Linked DNA regions of Columba livia: region 2 is linked to region 1. Evidence: chromatin contacts called from public Hi-C data. All regions are on one chromosome and are shown on one strand. The core of a region is the stretch at or near the end of the contact, and the rest is flanking DNA. Distances in the headings are between cores, read along the strand shown.

Region 1 (6,435 bases), core at 1,798-4,297:
CTTTTGCTTTTCTTTTGATGTCTTTGCCCTGGGGACTTGGATAGTTATTGTTGACTTAAAATGCAAGAAAACAGCACGTGCTGGAAAACCTTATGCCAGAAGGCTATGCTGAAGAGTTAGTCACAGGTAAGGAGGTCAGCTGCCTCATCTGACTAAGAAGGGAGAAGTTGGAAGAAAGTGTGCAATAGTAGGGGAGAGGTTTGAAGACAATGAATACTGCTTTTTTTTTTTCTTTTTGCTTGTAAGAAAGCCATTTTCTTGTTTGGAGTATAAGTGGCTTACAGACCACATGATACAGATGTGCGGGTCACAGGGAGTGCAGAGTTCAGCCCCGTGCCTTCCGACACGGAACTTCACAGACCCAGCTTTAACTCTGCAGGGAGGATGTTTTGCCAATCAGAAGGATTACTCCTCACTCCTCTTCTTCTGATTAGCAGATCTACTGGCTTTGCTTTTTCACCATGGTGGATTATTTGGCATGTATTTCTCCAGCCCTATTTCCTACAAGTTGTATTTGGTGAACTTCTTTGGAGTTTGAGATTTTTTCCCATTTTTCAGTCATTCTGCTCTTATCCTAGTCCAGAAGCAACTGCATTTCTGTGTTGCCGGGAGGAAGCTTCCTTGAAAAGCACTTTGATCCCTCCAAAATAAGGGGAGAAATAGAAGAATAAAACATTGATTCATCTAACAGCAGATAAACTGACAGTATATAGCATAATTTTTCTCTCGTAGTTAAATGCCTGACATACTTGTAAGGTTTCCATCAGTGCAGGATGTGTGTGAAGATTATGATGCACTGGATTTCAGATGCAACTCCACACTAATTATTTTTTTATTAGAATTTTGTAATGATATATTCAGTTAATTTTTTCATTGGAATATCTCCAACTAGTCTTGCATCTCTCTTGATATTTCAGTGGCACTGAAGTGTAGCTGTTGGGAAAGTCAGTCAGCTGCATTCATCTTCTACAATGCAGTGACTGTTTTATTTGATAATATTGCCTCAAGAGTTCCCAGCGCCAGAGAGGACATAGTGTGGGAAAACAAAAGACTGCATCTTCATTACAGTACTGCATAATACATAAAATAACACATCAATAATGGAGAGGACCCACCGCAGAACACAATGCCCACTTGCAGACAGCTGGTTCCAAAACCATGCTGGTGTAAAGAGATCTGTGCCCCATGTAAGGCACTTCATACACTGCACAGCAGACTGGTTTCCCACACTATCAGGTGTGTCAGTGCAGATTATAAACCATTAAAATGATATATTCTGTGTGCATTGTACTTTAAGTGTGCTAATAACATTTAAAGACTCATAACCCTGTAACTTCATATGGTATAGACATTGCAGGACACCGAGTGTGCCATTATGCTGCAGGTCTTTTAGCCAAATCATTCCAGAAGTTTTTCCTATTTATAATGTGGGCATGGAGAACTTGTAAATAGCAAACTTTTAAACTTACTAGTGTAAATACGATCCATGTGTTCCGACACCTAGTGCTAGCCAAAATAGCAAGCCACAGGCAACAGTTAATGTGGTGCATGTTAAAAATACAAAAAGCTTTTTCAGCTCTAAAAAGCTTTCCCAGGGGAATAAGTCTTTCCCAAGTGACATCTTCCAAAAGCACCAATGAAAGGTTTAGAGAAATAAATTTCACAGGTTTTTCAGCCTCATGCCTGCTCCAGTTTCGATATAAACTTTAGCCACTCAAAAATACGCTGCAGATAGGGCAGTTTCTGATCTAACTTGCTGTGCTTTGTAAGTCAATGAAGAGGAAGAGAAAATTCAAATAAGATAATGAACTTTTTCCTTTCATCTGCTGCATTGCTTTATCACTTGGACTGCTACAGAAAAATCCACCTGGCTTACAAATAACCTTTTAGTATGTTGCTTACAACAGTAATAAATTCCTTCCTTTGGGAACTGGACAGAGATGAGCTGTTACTCAGCAAACAAGGTGTGAATTTATTTTCTTGAGCAACCAGTGAAGGGCACTCCCCAGGCAGTGTCTCACCGCGCGGTCAGTGGTTCCCATCTCTGCCCCATCCTTGAGGGCAGGAGTCACTTGTGACCACAGCTGATAAACGTCAGCTTGGGCCATATTAGCACTTGTTGTGTCTTGCTTCCAAGGCTTCTCCTTACTGTACTAATGGGGATAACAGTCCATACACAAGCCCACTGCCCATGTTTCCAAAACCACCAACACTTCTCCTGGAATTATGGGCAAATTCCCCTGCCTGCAAAACTGCTCAAGTGCCCTCTTCTCAGGTTAACCTGGGTTCCTGTGGTGGATATATGACATTTCTAAGACCCTGGGTACACTTAATAAGTTGAGTTCACATTAAGAAAAACATGTTTAAAACCTGAACTGGAGGAAGTTGGCCCAGCCAGAAGAAGCCAAGAGTAAAACTGGTTAATCTTCCATATTAGCTTGGCTCCAGCTGAGTGTGGAGCACAGGAGGTGAACTGCTTCACTCATGAATGGATAAACTGGGATTACAGACAACTTTCAGTGTTAGAACTGTAAATATCATTGCTATTATTCATATGTCAGGAAGTATCAAACATTATTTAATTATTCTGCTCTATAGAAGTAGGCATTGGGGTTTTTTTCATTCACTTTTTCAACCCCCCAGATGGTAGGGATCCATGGCAGAAAGTTTTCCAGGGCAGTGAAGTGCTTTCCCAGTGTTATGCTAATAAAACCCCATGACATGTTGCTTGTATGCGTCTTAGCCACTTTTCTGCAGGACTCTATTATATCCCCGCTTAGAGCAGCAGCAACGCCAGAGCTGCTGTCGCGCGTCTAGAACAACAAAAGGTGCCTCTGTTCTTTGAAGAGCATAACAAATCTAACGGCTCTTGAGTCTCTTGCCGATGTTTTTGCTGCACTGAATTCTTCTGCGCTAAATGAAAAACCACTTCAGGAAGGAAACTGTCTGGGGAGAAAATTGTTGAGAGATTTAAGAGGGACTTGTGCATATTGAGAGCAAAGACTTGTGCTGGTGAGATTCACTTGCACCATTGCCCTCAAACTCTTGTTTTTCTGAAACTGCTGCAAACTGGCAAAGTTCCTGGAGCTCAGTGGTAGGAGATGCAATGTGGCTTTTTGAGTAGGCTACAGTTACAGCCTATTAGCTTAGAAAAAAAAGTAGTTATCAGAACTTAAGAAGTCCAGTAATTTATGTGCAAGGAGTGGAGGCCAGATTTAGGCCATTATTCATTTGGAGACCATTTGTAGGATGTTTCCTTGCTCAATACACATCTTCGTCTGGCAAGGGCTCCTTTCTGAGGAGCCTAGTCTGGACTGTATACACACCATGTCCTGTGTCAAGTCACGGCTGTGAGTGGAGCTGAGCCTGGAGCCACAGAAATGAGAAAGCTGCCTTGCCCCAGGAGATGCCATGACTCAGAGGCAGCTCCCTGTCACTCTGCTGCCTCTCCTCTCCCTGGGGACATGTCAGGACAAGGGGTAGCTGCCACCAGCCCACACCAGCACCCTCAGGATGAGTGGTGGTGGCTCTGCCCCAGCTCTGCCCCTCAGCTCTGTGCAGACGGTGAGCAAAGGGCTGGGTTTACACCCCAGTCTGTCAGCTTACCTCCTGCGTAAGCCCATAGTCTGTGCTTGGAGTCCACAGCTCTTTGAGAATCTGAGGAGCAAACGGCTTTTTGTGATGAGAACAGGTTTTTTCGCTTTACCTTTTCCAGTGGCATACTTTGCCATGTCAAATCTCCATGCATTTTGCTTTGCTCGACAGTAATAGAATATGGGACATTTACTTATTGACTGGGCATCTGATTTCTTTCCCTGAAAAAGAAATTGCTCCTTGGAACAGATTTGATTTTTTTAGAAAACTTTTTCCGGTTTTGTGTTCATTTTCTGTCATTCCTGAAGTGCTTCAATATTCGGTATCCTGGGGTAGTCTCTAAAACAACATAATTTGTGTCAGAGCAAGAATTGCTTTTTTATGACAGTTTGTTTTCCTTTTCAGACCCCATATAAGTTAGAGGTGCTGTAACTCCACACAGAATGATGCTCTTGTTACCACTGCACATAAACTGACATTCCACTCCACTCTTCATACTATTTTTAAAGCCAAATATCAAAAAGAGCATTCTCTGAACTTTTTCTCACTAGCAGAGGAGAAACAATACTGAAAATAAATAAATTATTCAAAATACTGTAAGGGATGCACACATTCTTAAAAAAAATGGCCAGGCAGTGTGCCGTGATGGTAGTTACACAGCTCCAGATTTGTTGTGATAACTACCGATAGGCACTCCTAACCTGAATCGCCAAACCAGATAGGATGGTGCTGTGCTGCTTCAAATGCTCTCTATTTTTGGAAAAGTAAACTATAGAAACTTCTAAGAGATTGTGTAGAAAGAGGCTTCTCCAGCTTTCTACAATATTAATGAGTATTGGAATAGACCTCACAAAGGAATCTGTATTTTATTCATTTTGAATTATTTTGCAGAAATGGTGCATTCTGATAATGATGATGATGATGTCTAATTCTGGTGTTATTCTCCTCCCCAAATTAATTATTTTATAATACTCATGGGTATCCTATGCTAATTGTTGGATACTAGCTGATTTATATCAGTGATTAACTTGAGATACACAAATGTATAGGGATTAAGTTAGGCTTTGGTTTATTAGTCGCTGAACTGGCAAGAAACTCATCCTGATTTTATTTAGCAGACTTTCTGGATTCCCAGCTAAGAGCCAGACCTTACCACAGTTTGTCTCTACACAAAAATTCATAACACTCCTCTAGCAATAATTCCACTCCAAACAAGCAATAATTGCGTGACCATGATCCTCCTGTTACCGGTAGCAGAAATGCAGGCATCAGTAGTACAGGGTATTGTCTCTGAGCTGGGCTGTGTGGTCAAGGAAGAGAAACAGCTGCTCGTGGGTCATTCAGTTGTGTATTTTAGGTTTCTCTGCCAGGCACCTCTGGGCCCATTCTCTCTCCTTATCCTCACTGACAGTAAAGGATTGCTGCTAAGAACCCTTCTCTAGTTCATCAAATTTTTGTTTTGATCCTCTCCTAAACTTTCTAATTAACAGATTAATTATTTCTAATTACGCTATAATTGGTTAGTAACTACAATAATAATTAAACCTCTGGTTTAATGATAGTAAATCATGGAACTGGAAACTAATTCACATAAGCCATATTTTTAGTGATGCTCCATGGTTTTCCCTGGGACAATTAGTGAGAACTTGGAAGAATACATGTGTTGTGTGCGTCTGTATGTGTGTGTTCACATGAGTAATGCACATCAGATTATCACTTCTCTGACTGCCTGAGCTCTGCAAACAAATGGTCTTTGTACATGCAGATTTTTTTATTTTATACCAGAAGTGAATTTGGGAAGAAATTCACAAGTATATTGATAAAGGTCAGAAATAAGTTGCTGGACTGAGAGGATTTTTCACATGTAATCAAAATAAAATTCAGAGTGTTTTTAATTTTTATTTTTTAACTCTGCTTTCATTATGTGCCATAGTTCACATTGCAGAATCACAGAATGTTAGGGATTGGAAGGGACCTCAAAAGATCAGCTAGTCCAATCCCCCTGCCGGAGCAGGAACCCCTGGATGAGGTTACACAGGAAGGCGTCCAAGGAGACTCCACAACCCCCCTGGGCAGCCTGTTCCAGTGTTCTGTCACCCTCACTGAGCAAAAGTTTCTTCTCAAATTTAAGTGGAAACTTTTGTGTTCCAGTTTGAACCTATCACCCCTTGTCCTACCATTGGTTGTCACCGAGAAGAGCCTGGCTCCATCCCCGTGACACTCACCCTTTATATATCTCCATAAAAACATGTTCCTGGTCAAAACACACATTGTTTAGGACAATGGAACTGAGTGGGGACGGTCGGTGGTGCAGTGGAGGAGGTGGGCGCAGCTCTGCAGCCATCTCTGGCAACAGGCTCAGCTGAGGGGAAAGTCTTCTGCTTAATTCCAGCCACTGAGTGAATCGCCATATGCTGCTGCCAGCAAAACATGTAGAGCAGCTTCTGCTGCTGGCTGGTAATCCCCAGGGAGCTCACACAAAGTCTATTAATTGCCTTCTTAGATGACTCCGTGTGGTCATCCAGCATCTTATTTTTCACTGACTCAGGGACCTGAAAGCTCCAGGTTGTGTGGCATTCTGGAAGCAGAATATCAGACTGTTGTAATTTCTCCATTTAATCCTGACAAAGCAATACAGCTGAAAATGGGATTCATTTAGCTGAACTTCAGCCATGTAACTGCTAGGTATCTAGTTTACAATAATTGTTTAGTTTCCTTTCCGCTCCACAGAGAATGGCTCACCTAGAAGTTATCAGGTTGGATGCATTCCCCTGCTGCTGGCTGGTGGGTCGACAAGCTGCACAGTCCCTGCAACACAGCACGGAGAAAACCACAGCTGTG
Region 2 (6,435 bases), core at 1,715-4,214, 110 kb before region 1:
TCAACAAATTAATGGCATTTTAAAGTAAAAAGATACAACCTATTCAGAAAGGATGTGAAATGCCAAAGTGATAGAACATTTTTATGTATGGAACATGGTGCCATATATACTGAGGATTCATAGCTGTACAGTTAGATTTAGACTGGGAAGTTAACACAGATAAATCGTAATAATTATAGGTGAAAAAAAAATAATATTAATGGTGGCAGGGTTAAACTGTTGCCCATCCTTCCAGAAAGATCAAATTAATGGAATATTTTTAATAGCTCGCAGAATCAGTCAAATCACAGGAACTGCTGAGGATGTGAGAGTTTAACTATTCCAGTGTCTTTTGAGAAAGGAATTGCAGTTCACTGGCTAACCAGCAAGTTCTTAAAAGTCTTCTGATACAGAAATAGCTCAGCACCCAGAGGTGAGCTTCTTCCAGATTTGATTCTGGGGAAATGGAAGAACCTTGCTGAGAATGTGAATGTATCTTATGTTAGGAATCAGGAAGGTGTGATCCTTAGTATAGAAAGGAAAAAGAGCAACAAAATGAAAATAATGGACCTCAGGAAAAGAAAACGTAAAAATCTAAAGGCCTGTTAGGGAAGATCTGAAGTTGAACAAAAGGCGAGATGCAATAATTCCTTCAGTGATATGAAGGGCAGAAAATCTGCCAGCCAAGAGGAAAGATAGGAATGGCAGCAAGACACAGATTTGGTTACACTGTTGTTCCTACAAGGTAGAAAAATGCAGAAAGTAGAAGCTGTTGGAGGATCAAGAAGATACATAAACAAACCTAAGCATAAATGCATGCTTGCAGCATAAACACAAATAACAGAAGGGCCAACGACAATATTGTTCTGCTATGTGGAGAGGAGAGATGACACTGCTAAGGCTGAAGTAACACTTCTTTTTTTCTTTTTTAATGTGTCTTTTTTAGAAGACTTACGTCAATCTGATGGCTAATCCAGTTAGTGCCACTAATGAAAAGGCCTCTGCCTTCAGCAGAGGAAGGAGTATATTAGAAAATAGTTAGATACTTTGAAAATATGTAACTTCTAAGTGTGATGAACTTTGTTGTATCTGTGAAAACAAGTGGTTAGCATAATGTCAGGACCATTAGTACTCATTTTCAGGACAGAGAACAGGCAAAGTACTGGAAAAAATGGAGAAGAATTAATGCAATATCTGTGGAATTGTGTATTTGCCCTCAGAGCCCTTATGGAGAGGATAAAGCGCAAAGTCAGTGGCTAAAATAATAAATTGAAGAAGCTCATAAATTATAAATTTGAAACCAGTCTGGTAATGTTGGAAGACACTCTGCTATTCAGTACTTTGGGGCCTCAGAGCAGCCAGTATGAACAATCTTTAAATGCTTGCCAGGATTGCTCCACTGGACATGGAAGAAGCATTCACATCATCAAGGATGTGAGGCGTCTTGTATATTGATTTTTCAGTAGCTACTGGCTGACTGAAATGAGGGATATTTTCTCACTCTAGTAGAACCACGTAAAAATCACAAGTAGCGCTTGCAGAGCAACACAACCGGTGCAGGGGGGAAAATGTACATTGGTTTGTTGAACACCTGTCTTCAGGCATGAGAACAGATTACTCAGCCTGGAAATGTTTAGAGATGATTCAACTGCAAGTCAACAGCATGTAAAGAAGTGTGTCCAGTGGGGGACATTTTAGTGATACAAACACATGGAGGTGTGAAGGACTAAAGACCATAAAATGCTTGATTGTCTGTATGCTCTTGCAAGAGCCATGTGCTGCTGGATACACAACCAAGGCACCAGTGCCTATCACATGCCCAGTTTTGGAAAAAGTAGTATTTGTGGTGAAGGATGGGAGAAGAAGAAATGTAAGATGCTGTGCAAAGCTTGACAACGCTGCAAGTGAAGCAGAGCCAACACTGGTTGAGTTCAAAACTGACTAGAAGGCTGTACACTGAATATGATGTTTGTTTGAATACATTTATTAATAACATGGATGACAGAACACTGTGTATAATTTGTAGGTGACACGAAGCTACAGGATTAGCAAATTGTATTGAGAAACAGAGGAATGGTATGAAAAAGGAGGCAATTAAATAGAGATGAATAGGAGGTTCCACACCTAAACAGCAGAACCCAGTTGTATAAATCCAGAATGGAGGAGAGCAGGCAAGAGAGTACATTTGTACAGAAAGGTCAGATGACTCTTGCATGCAAACTGAATGTGAGTCAACAGCATTATGTGGTTTTAGAAAAGACAGATGCATCAGTGGGATGTATAATGAAAAGGATGCCTTGCAAAATGTGAAGTAATCATCCATTTATCAGTATCTGCTTCAGTCACAGCTGGAATAGCTGCTTCTGGCTTTTGCATGTTGGACCAACAGATAATGTGCTGACCAGCAAGAAAAATTATCCGTCTAAATATTGTTCTATGAGAAGAGATGTAATGAATGAATTTCAGAGAACAGGAGGAGAAAAAAGCATGGCTTTGATTTTCAAATAAGAAAAAGGAAATGAGCTATCATATCGTACAGCAAGACCAAGTGCAAGGTCCTGCACGTGGATTGGTGCAATCCTGAGCACAAATACATGCTGGGTGGAGAATGGATCAAGAGCAGCCCTGAGGAGGACGACTTGGGAATGTTGGTTGATGAGAAGCGCAGCGTGACCCAGCAACATGTACTTGCAGCCCAGAAAGCCAACTGTGTCCTGGGCTGCATCAAAAGCAGCATGACCAGCAGGTCAAAGGAGGTGATTCTGCCCCTCTGCTCTGCTCTCATGAGACCCCACCTGGAGTGCTGTGTCCAGCTCTGGGGCTTGCAACATAAGACGGACATGGACCTGTTGGAGTGGTTCCAGAGAAGGACCATGAACATGGTCAGGGGGCTGGAACATTTTTCCTGTGAACACAGGCTAAGAGAGTGGGGGTTTTTCAGCCTGGAGAAGTCTCTGGGGACACCTTATAGCAGCTTTCCAGTACCTAAAGGGGGGTTACAGGAAGGCTGGGGAGGGACTTTTTACAAGGGCATGTAGTGATAGTACAAGGGATGAAGATTGAAAACTGAAAGAGGTAGATTGAGATTAGATATAAAGAAGAAATTCTTCCCCATGAGGATGGTGAGGCACTGGAACAGGCTGCCCAGAGAAGCTGTGGGTGTCCCATCTCTGGAAATGTTCAAGGCCAGGCTGGATGGGGCTTTGAGCAACGTGGTCTAGTGGAAGGTGTCCCTGCCAAGGGCAGGGGATAGGGGGGCTGGAACTTAATGATCTTTAAGGTGCTTCTAACCCAAACCAGTCTATGATTCTATAACTGATTATGTCAGTGGTCTCTCAAGGTTCAGTATTGTTTATACTGAGTAGAGATTAAATAAAATCCGAATTATGAAAATCATAAAAAACGCCCAGCACTGCATACCAAAAAAAAAAACCTAATCAGTAACTGTTTGGATTTTATTACAATTACAGTTTATTACAGGCAAATGTTCAGAAGGTTTAAAGATGTGGTACATCGATTTGGTTGTTGTTTTGATTAGCCTACAGTTTAATTTTAGAACACAAGTTTGTGCAAGAACAGCAAGGAGTAGACTATGTGAGGAAGGAGAATTACTTACAGTAAAACAAAAGCATTTTTAAAATGTATAATAGGTTCAGTTTCTTTTCTAGGGATCTATTAATTACTGAATAACACTTTAAAATGTATTTATTGTGTCATAGGTTTTACACTTCAGTAACATGAAGAAATATGTTGAGTCATACATAGGTAGTCTTTTAGACTACAGTCATATGACAAAAGTATGTTAGCTCATACAGGGATAAGCAGAAGGGAAAAAACAAAAGCAGAAACTGCTCTTTTTCTACATTAGCACATAAAAATTCTTTTAGGCTCAAACACATTACTGTAATTCAGCAGAACTCTTCAGAGTAAAAAGCACTTTGCTGACTAGAAGAAATAAAATATTTGTTTATGTGCCTCATTTCCTATTAGGATCTGGTCTTTTGCTGGTACGGAAGTATTCATACTGACTCAGCTGCAGTTATTTTTATGGTTTTATCTTTTTTTTTTTTTTAAACAAGTAATCCTTTGTTGATATTTTAACAAAACCTTAAGCTGTCGCTTTTATTTCCTTTATAAAAAACTGTAATTAGTCCCTCTGTGTTTCAGGTGTATGGCCTGAAGGTTCAGATGGGACAGATATCAATGCTGTCTGTCGATCACATGGGAGAAAACTGCTATCAACAGGGGATGATTTTGGCAAAGTACATCTCTTCTCATATCCATGTTCACAGTTTAGGGTAAGGCATTTCCTAAACATTTACTCTCTTAACTTGCACAAATGCATTAAATATTGTTTTCCTATTAAAAAAAAAATAAAAGAAAAATAAAAGAATGGTAGTATATGGCTAAAGGATTTACTTAAGGTTGATTGAGTGTACAATTAAATTTAAGATTTAATTTAATATTAAAATACTTTGAGAATAATGTGATGTCTTTGTTTCATTGTTGTATGAATTGTTATGTTATACCAATATGTTTTTATGACAACTTATATTCTTACTAATGTGGTGTTTTCTAGGCTCCAAGCCATGTGTACGGTGGACATAGTAGTCATGTAACTAATGTAGATTTTCTCTGTGAAGACACCCATCTCATCTCCACAGGCGGAAAAGATACAAGTATTATGCAGTGGCGAGTCATTTAGAGGAAACATCAGTGTGAACATGCACAGTTGAGTCGACCATGCACAGAACTTATGTATAAACTGTATATTTAAAATTTAACAGTATGTTTGCAGTTTAGCCTGGTCACTGTGATTTTTGTTTAAAAAATTCTTACAAACCTCAGGAAAATTAAGCCCTGTGCTGGTTACCTTACTCAGTCTAGTGATTTTTTTTTTCATTGTGTCACACCTTAAGAATGATGATTTTCTCTTCTGTCATACAATATACAATGCAGTACAAGTTTAATATAAGAAACGTGGCTTGACAGTTTGCAATACAGTGGTATCAGCAGAATGTGACTCCCTTAAATGTTTCCTATAAACACTGCTGAAATGGTCACAAAAATGCCTTTCAAAGACTGTATATATGTGCTTATTTGTTTCACTATCTACACTTTGTACTGTATATCTACTTATTCAGAAAAATCTACGACAACATCGAGGTACCGATTTGTTTCTGATGGAGGGCGATGAATAGATACAAAAAGTTAAACCGAGATGTAAGATGCAAAAATTTGTGTTCTAGGCCTGAAAATGTGAATGCTGGTAAATTTGCATTCTCTTGGGAATCGCACACCTTGGGTATGACCCGGGAGGAGTTGTGTTCCCTTTCAAGTGAAGCAGCAGGTTATGCCCCAGTTTGACCTGAATATCTCAGCAGGGTTTACAGATGTCTATGTGGTTCAGGTTTTCCATATGAGTTTAAATTAAAAATCTTTTTACTTGTATATGAACAATTCCTTTTTGAAAACAGAACAAAAAAGCTTGGCCACATCCCCATTATTGGTTGATATATTTAACTAATATGTATATTAATCAGCATGATGCTATATTGTACATGTATAAGATTTTAGCAGTTCATAACAAATGGTAAGGCAATCTAGCTTTACTTTTTTATGCTTATGGATATTGTATATTTGTATTTTAAGACCAAGTAGACCAAGTCTAAAGATATCTTTTTAAGTGTACCATGAACCTGCAGAGGGTAAAGGAAGTCTCAGAAGCCTACATGAGACATTAATGTGTAACTTCTGGCCCCTGTGTTTTGTGCATGGATGGATATTTATAGTATCAAATAAGATTGTGTTTTGCAATGAAGTAATAGTGGAGGTGGCATAAAATGGTTAAGAAGGCCTTATCAATGTTGATTGTGACACAGATTGAAATGTATTGTTTACTCTGAGGAATGTATCCGAAGAATTTTAAAAGAGGAGTTCTAAACGGACTTGAAAAAGGTAATATTAAAATTTTGCTTGTAATGGACAGTAAAAGTTAATTCTCTGAACTCTAAAGCACTGGTTGTTTAGAGTGATTTAAATGCAATGGAATCAATAAATTTTGAAACTTTTTTATTACATCTCCAACCTCCTACACTGAAAGTGCAGGACACCAATAAACATGTATGAAAGTGAATTTCAATGTATTCTTCCTCTTTAGTAAAATATCTTTGTTTCATTGTGAATCACTTGCTAGAAGAGACAGGCTTTTACTTAACGACATACATTTGAGACTTCTCAGAGCTGCATTTGCAAATCTTTGGGAATAAAATCTAAATTTCGGGGTACATAATTCCATGCATGAGCATGGCTCTGGGGACATGATCCCTAATGCACACGGGGAGGGTGAAACTCCAGCTTCACGGCAGGGAACAAGGACGTGCCACATGATTTCACCTGCAACCTGACTCGGTTCTGCCTCCTGGTGCACATCGCTTGTCCCTGAGCACCTGGCTG

The links. A called contact is a pair of places that touch in the nucleus more often than the background predicts.
Region 2: a contact with region 1 is called in a Hi-C map of crop, with 2.9 times the contacts expected there. The contact joins two enhancer-like sites. A contact is called at or near these places in 2 of 2 Hi-C or Micro-C datasets (crop and liver).

What each region holds. Positions count from the first base shown.
Region 1 is chr5:13,436,378-13,442,812 of bColLiv1.pat.W.v2, reverse strand. All of the region lies in intron 3 of EVL (Enah/Vasp-like), which reads left to right. Among named protein-coding and RNA genes, the nearest start is that of DEGS2, 84 kb to the right of the region's middle. Within about 2 kb of position 3,047, at least 1 of the 3 cell types and tissues checked has an H3K27ac peak away from gene starts, as active enhancers do.
Region 2 is chr5:13,543,355-13,549,789 of bColLiv1.pat.W.v2, reverse strand. It overlaps EML1 (EMAP like 1), which reads left to right. Exons shown (of 23, transcript XM_065063516.1): 22 at 4,147-4,277; 23 at 4,559-6,115. The coding sequence ends at 4,684. Among named protein-coding and RNA genes, the nearest start is that of EVL, 12 kb to the right of the region's middle. Within about 2 kb of position 2,964, at least 1 of the 3 cell types and tissues checked has an H3K27ac peak away from gene starts, as active enhancers do.